2 separate regions of the Pan troglodytes genome follow, and region 1 is linked to region 2. Evidence: chromatin contacts called from public HiChIP or PLAC-seq data. All regions are on one chromosome and are shown on one strand. Each heading gives the region's core, a stretch centred on a gene start, on an enhancer-like site or on the middle of the called end of the contact. The rest is flanking DNA. Distances are from core to core; before and after follow the strand shown. Region 1 holds the start of ZZZ3 (zinc finger ZZ-type containing 3). Region 2 holds the start of DNAJB4 (DnaJ heat shock protein family (Hsp40) member B4).

Evidence for each region. HiChIP or PLAC-seq counts read pairs in DNA pulled down with a chosen protein or histone mark.
Region 1: a contact with region 2 is called in an H3K4me3 HiChIP or PLAC-seq map of stem cell-derived excitatory neurons, with 2.4 times the contacts expected there. The contact joins the promoter of ZZZ3 here to the promoter of DNAJB4 in region 2. A contact is called at or near these places in 1 of 7 Hi-C or Micro-C datasets (stem cell-derived neural progenitor cells) and 1 of 1 datasets of contacts at active chromatin or transcription factors (stem cell-derived excitatory neurons).

The regions. Positions count from the first base shown.
Region 1 is chr1:153,332,012-153,334,711 of NHGRI_mPanTro3-v2.0_pri, forward strand. It overlaps ZZZ3 (zinc finger ZZ-type containing 3), which reads left to right and starts at 1,411. Exons shown (of 14, transcript XM_009423715.5): 1 at 1,411-1,688.
Region 2 is chr1:153,036,434-153,039,204 of NHGRI_mPanTro3-v2.0_pri, forward strand. It overlaps DNAJB4 (DnaJ heat shock protein family (Hsp40) member B4), which reads right to left and starts at 1,515. Exons shown (of 3, transcript XM_054667533.2): 1 at 1,433-1,515. FUBP1 (far upstream element binding protein 1) reads left to right here and starts at 1,209. Exons shown (of 23, transcript XR_008539559.2): 1 at 1,209-1,329; 2 at 1,667-1,841.

The DNA of each region.
Region 1 (2,700 bases), core at 161-2,660, 300 kb after region 2:
CAGGCTGGAGTGCAGTGGCACGATCTCGGCTCACTGCAACCTCCACCTCCCGGGTTCAAGCAATTCTCCTGCCTCAGCCTCCCAAGTAGCTGGGATTACATGGGATAACAGGCGTGTGCCACCACACCTGGCTAATTTTTCTATTTTTAGTAGAGACGAAGTTTCGCCATGTTGGCCAGACTGGTCTTTAACTCCTGACACCTCAGGTGATCTGCCTGTCAAGGCCTCCCAAAGTGGTGGGATTACAGGCTTGAGACACCGCGCCCGGCCTCCCCCACCCCCGTTTTTTTTGACATACTGCCACCCAGAAACACTAGTATGTTCAATAAATACTTGATGTGTTAAAAACATGTAACCCTTTTTCTTGAAGTAGATGTTACTTTGAGTTGAACTCAAAGCTAAAATACAAAACACCGTTTAAAACATTTAATAACTTTTATTAGCAACATAAAAGAAGGCACAACACGTATCCACTTACCCGAAAAAAAATAGTGTTGCAAAGGAAAACAAAAGTAATGAAACAGCACTGGACAATTGTCAAAGAAGAGCCCCAGTTAATGGCTTCTACCACTGGATTTTATATTTTTGGAACATAATCTTTATAGCCACGGAAGGAGGTTTAGCTGTTTTTCCACAGCTCATAAATGATGAAGTTATTTATCTTCATTAATGTGTGTTGGGCTTTATTTTCCTACATGCTCAATATAGTTGGTAGATCTGTTTTGATATTACTGAGCACTGCTTTGTGCCAGACACAATTCTGGGGATACAGCAATGAGCAAAACAGTTTACTAAGTCCCTGCTTTTAAAAATTTTACATTCCTGGTGGTGAGGATACTGACAAATAAATAAGGTCTGGAAGTTGTAACTGTTATGAAGAAATAAAAGCAGGTGAAGAGTTAAAGCAATGGTGCAGGTGTACTTTTTTTGGATACAGTGGTCTGGGCAGCCCTCTGAGAAGGGACCTGAAATATGCATCGAACATCGAGGAGTTAAAAAAAATCTGGAGGAAATGTTCTGCCAGAGAAATCGGCAAGCGCAAAGGCCCGAAGTGGTTCGAGCCTGCGTGCTGTGGTACCAGCCAGAAAGCCAGAGGTGAACGAGGCGAGGCAGAAGAATGATCATAAATACATGTATGGATGTTCTCCTGGCTTGAGACCACAGTGCTAAGGGAGGTGGGGTTTACAAATCTCTCAGGAGGCCACAAAGGGCAGGATGAAGCCGATTTCCAATGGCGGAGCTACGAGGACGCCTTTCCTCTGCTAGGGCCAGGTTGGACGGTTGCAAGGGATGGACTGCAACCCGCCCTCGGAAGACCAAACTTCGCCCAGGGGCAGGGACTGGCCGGGGAGGGCCTCGGCGGCGCCCGACCCGCGGGCGCTGCACGGGCCGCGGTTACCAGCAGGCGGTGTAGTGAGCGCGCCTGCAGCAGCAGCAACAGCAGCAGCAGCGGTCGCCGCCGCCGCCCGCCAGTCCCAACGAGGAGAAAGGAGGGGACCGGAAGGAGCCGCTGGTGCTGCGGGAAGTGGCAGGAGCGGGAGGCGGGGACCCACCTGGAAGCGCCGCGGCGCCGCTATCGAGCTTCCTGCAGCGGTGGCCACCCGAGCAAGTGCCGTGGCGGGGGCGGAGAGCGGCCACGGCGGCGGCGCCTCCCCAAGTGGCCCGTTGCGTCCGACCCCGCGTGAAAGGTGAGCAAGAGCTCGGGACACGTGGTGAGGGCCAGACACGGGGGAGGGAGAATGAAGGGGGAGGGAATGGGGGTGGCAAACGATCGGCTTGGGACCCGGATTTAGAGCCAAGTACCGGGCGGGGGTGGGCTGGAGGCGACGACTGCGACGGCTGCGACGGCGAAGCCCCCACGTGGGGCGGGGGTGCGCGCGCACGTGTGCGCGGGCGAAAGGGGGGCGGGGAGGGCTTTTGGGAGGGCGTCGGGAGCGCGCTCGCTCAGTAGCGGCCCACGTGACGGGCACGCCGAAAATGTTTCCACGTGACAGGGAGGCTGCCTGGGGCAGCGCACTGCGCTCTGTTTATGTAGTATAACCGTGGTAATGGGAGGTTTTTAAGATTTCTGCTTTTCTGTACAAGGGGAAAGGAGGAGACGTATAAAGCGGAAAGACTTCCTACTGTCTCATTGTTTTAAATGTTCACTACTCCGTTAGTGAAGTGCTTTTTAAGTTCCGAAATACTGATTTTTTTCTGTACCGCCATGTTGGGTCTAGAGGAAGCTCGCGAGATGCGAGTGGGTTTGTATCGCGAGATCTCTCGATTCTCGCGGGACCTCGTTGGCAGAGCAGTTGTCCTGGATGGCGGAGCCTTGGGTTCCGGGGGCCTGGGACCTGCAACTCTTTCTACAAGGCAAGTCGTTAGGGAGGGGCCCGGGGCGAGTGCCTCTTGGTGCCGGGATACGTGCTGCATCAGCGTCCCATAGTCTTGAAGGGAATACAGTAACCCCATTGAGGCAACACTGCCCTCCCCATCCCCCTGCGGGCGCTCCACCACCTGCAAAAGCATATGCACCCCTCAGCCAGGTCCTTCTCCCCACGCAGTGATAGTTCCACCCTGTCCCACTCACTGGAAGTCCGGGAGCCGTGCTCGCGCAGACCTGATGATTCCATTGGATACCGTTCCTCTTACTTTAAGATGTTCCTGTCAGTTTTTCCCTTCTTGCCATTTTCTAAAGTATTCCAGACCGGTTAACTA
Region 2 (2,771 bases), core at 265-2,764:
ATATATATATTTCTCACAATTACTCTTAAGAGCTGCAGAAAAAGTATTTTTTTAGACCTAACCAAGTAAGACAAAATGCCACAAAGTCGAGAAAGTTCATTTTACCTCATTGTTTGTTATTTAAACAGAAATAATTTTGGAAAAAAAAAGTCATTGTGATATACTCAATAATAAAGAGTAAGACTTCTAAAGTATCCTCACGATTCCTGGAGCTTACTACTATTAACACAGTAAATTACATGCCACGGTATGTTGGAGAAGGTCTGAAGAAATGCCTGGCATTACTTGGTAACTGAAGTACATAACATAAAATACCAATTTATATATATATACATATATACACACACACACACACACACACACACACACACACACACACACACACACACACATATATATATACCTAGTCCTGTGATGACAATTCAGAATATGATCTTACATTTGAGTACCCACAGGATGGGGTGGGAGAAACTACGCCTAAGAAGCTACAAAATCTATTTTGGTCAAGAAACAATGCTGTTCTTAACTTAAGAGACTTTAACAGGCCGGGCGCAGTGCCTCGCGCCTATAATCGTAGCATTCTGGGAGGCCGAGGCGTGTGGATCACGAGGTCACAAGATCGAGACCATCCTGGCTAACACGGTGAAACCCCGTCTCTACTACAAACGCAAAAAAATTAGCCAGACGTGGTGGCAGGCGCCTGTTGTCCCAGCTACTCGGGAGGCTGAGGCAGGAGAATCGCTTGAACCCAGGAGGCGGAGGATGCAGTGAGCCGAGACCGCGCCACTGCACTCCAGCCTGGGTAACAGAGCGAGACTCTCAAAAAAACAAAACAAAACAAAAAAAACCCTTAATAAAAATGGCCATGGACACATACATATACTAGGTTACTAAATCTGGCTAACACTGAACTTCAAGAACAATCACGTTTTTGGATAAAGAAAAGGGCAGTCATACTTTTAGAGCCTCATCCACATTATTTTAAACAAAAAACTTAAAATATGTTCGAGAACTAACAGGCTTCCAGCCTGAATTCAACACCCACCCTCGTGATAAAACTAAAAAATCTGACAGTCTGTAAGTAAAATACAGGGACACTTTACTACCCTGAAAATCATGCTGGGTTCCCGCTAGGCCGGGCAGACGTTTTCGGGAGCATCACCGCGCGGCGTCTCGGACGCACTTCTCCTGGCGCCCTCCGGGCGGCAGCGCTCTCGAGACACTGTTGCGTCGCCGTCACGCCCGTCGTTGTCACGCCCTTCCCCGCGGACACCGAGAATGACTCATAGCGGAAAATTCTACCGCACTACCTCCCTGAGGCAGCGACCGGTAAGAAACAACCTTTTCTTCAGGCTTCCCACCACCCAAACACAGTGGCAGTCCACTGGCCACTATCACCCACCACCCTGCAGGAACAATTACCCAGCCTCACCCCAAGAACGCGCGGAGAGGAGGCGCCAAAAGAAACCCTGCTCTCGCGAAGTCTTAAACTTAATTCTCGCGACGTCTCTGTTCCTGTCGTTCTTTCTCAGCCCTAACCCACACTGGCGCGTTGCCTCGGAAACATCGCGAGATTTTGTTCCTTCAGTCTCCGCCCCTTTACGGCACGATGGTCGCGCAAGAATGTAATAGAGCTTCGACGGCCGCCATTTTCTTTCTTTCTTAGCTGTTAGCTGAGAGGAAGTCTCTGGACAGGCGGCAGCGGCTCTTATAGTGCAACCATGGCAGACTATTCAACAGTGCCTCCCCCCTCTTCTGGCTCAGCTGGTGGCGGTGGTGGCGGCGGTGGTGGTGGAGGAGTTAACGACGCTTTCAAAGATGCACTGCAGAGAGCCCGGCAGGTAAGTGTGGACCGCGCGGCGGAATCCCGAAAGCTTACGGTAATTGGCCGCTGACTGAGTAGGCCGCTACCCTTAAGCGCATGAGGAAGAGGAAAGAGGTGTTCTTCCGGCCTGAAATGTGAAGAGACACGTTTCCCCATGTTGGTAATAATGATTAGAGACCAGAACCCAGTTTTGTGTTCTTGGTGCCTAATCCACTTAGAACCCCGACGCGTGCTACGCAAAGAAGGCCTGAAGTCTTTCTGCCGCTTCTGCGGCACTCGCGTGTCTCCAGTGAGCTAGTTTAGATAAAGATCCTCTTCCAGGGGATAAAGCGCAGTTAGTTTCACACAATTTAATGGAAGGTTCTGGTAATGAGTTTGGGAAAGAACTAGGGTCTGTCCTGGAGCCATAGCAAGGGAAGGGATTTGTCATTAAAGTAGCCTTTACAGCTCATTCCCGTTCTCTCTCGCAATTAAAACCGCTTTCAGTACCATTCACCGTCACACCTCTACAAGGAAGGGACTTGAAAGCAGCCTTTTTCTGGGCGGGATTTACGTGTCAGTCTGTTCCACCAGTCCGCCCCCCTTATTTCTCAAAATGGCCTCAGGCCCATTATACCAGAGGTTTCAATTTGAATCTGCCTCTCAGTTCAGAGTCGTAAACTGACCAGACCTCTTTGTATTACGTAGTGCGTGCATTTGCCCTGAAGGCACCACTTTCCCAGACGTAAGCTGTTAAAATAGTGCGTGTATTCCAGGAAAATAAAAGATACCTTAATTTGAACTTTACATTTTTAGATAGTCCCCTAATATATTTAACATTTCAAAATGTATGATGTTGGTATAGATTTGCATGTAAGCAAAAGAATCCTATTCTCTATGACACTATGCATATTGTACTAGGTGCTGGGCATTTTTTACTAGTTTTAAGCTAATGATAATTAGAAAC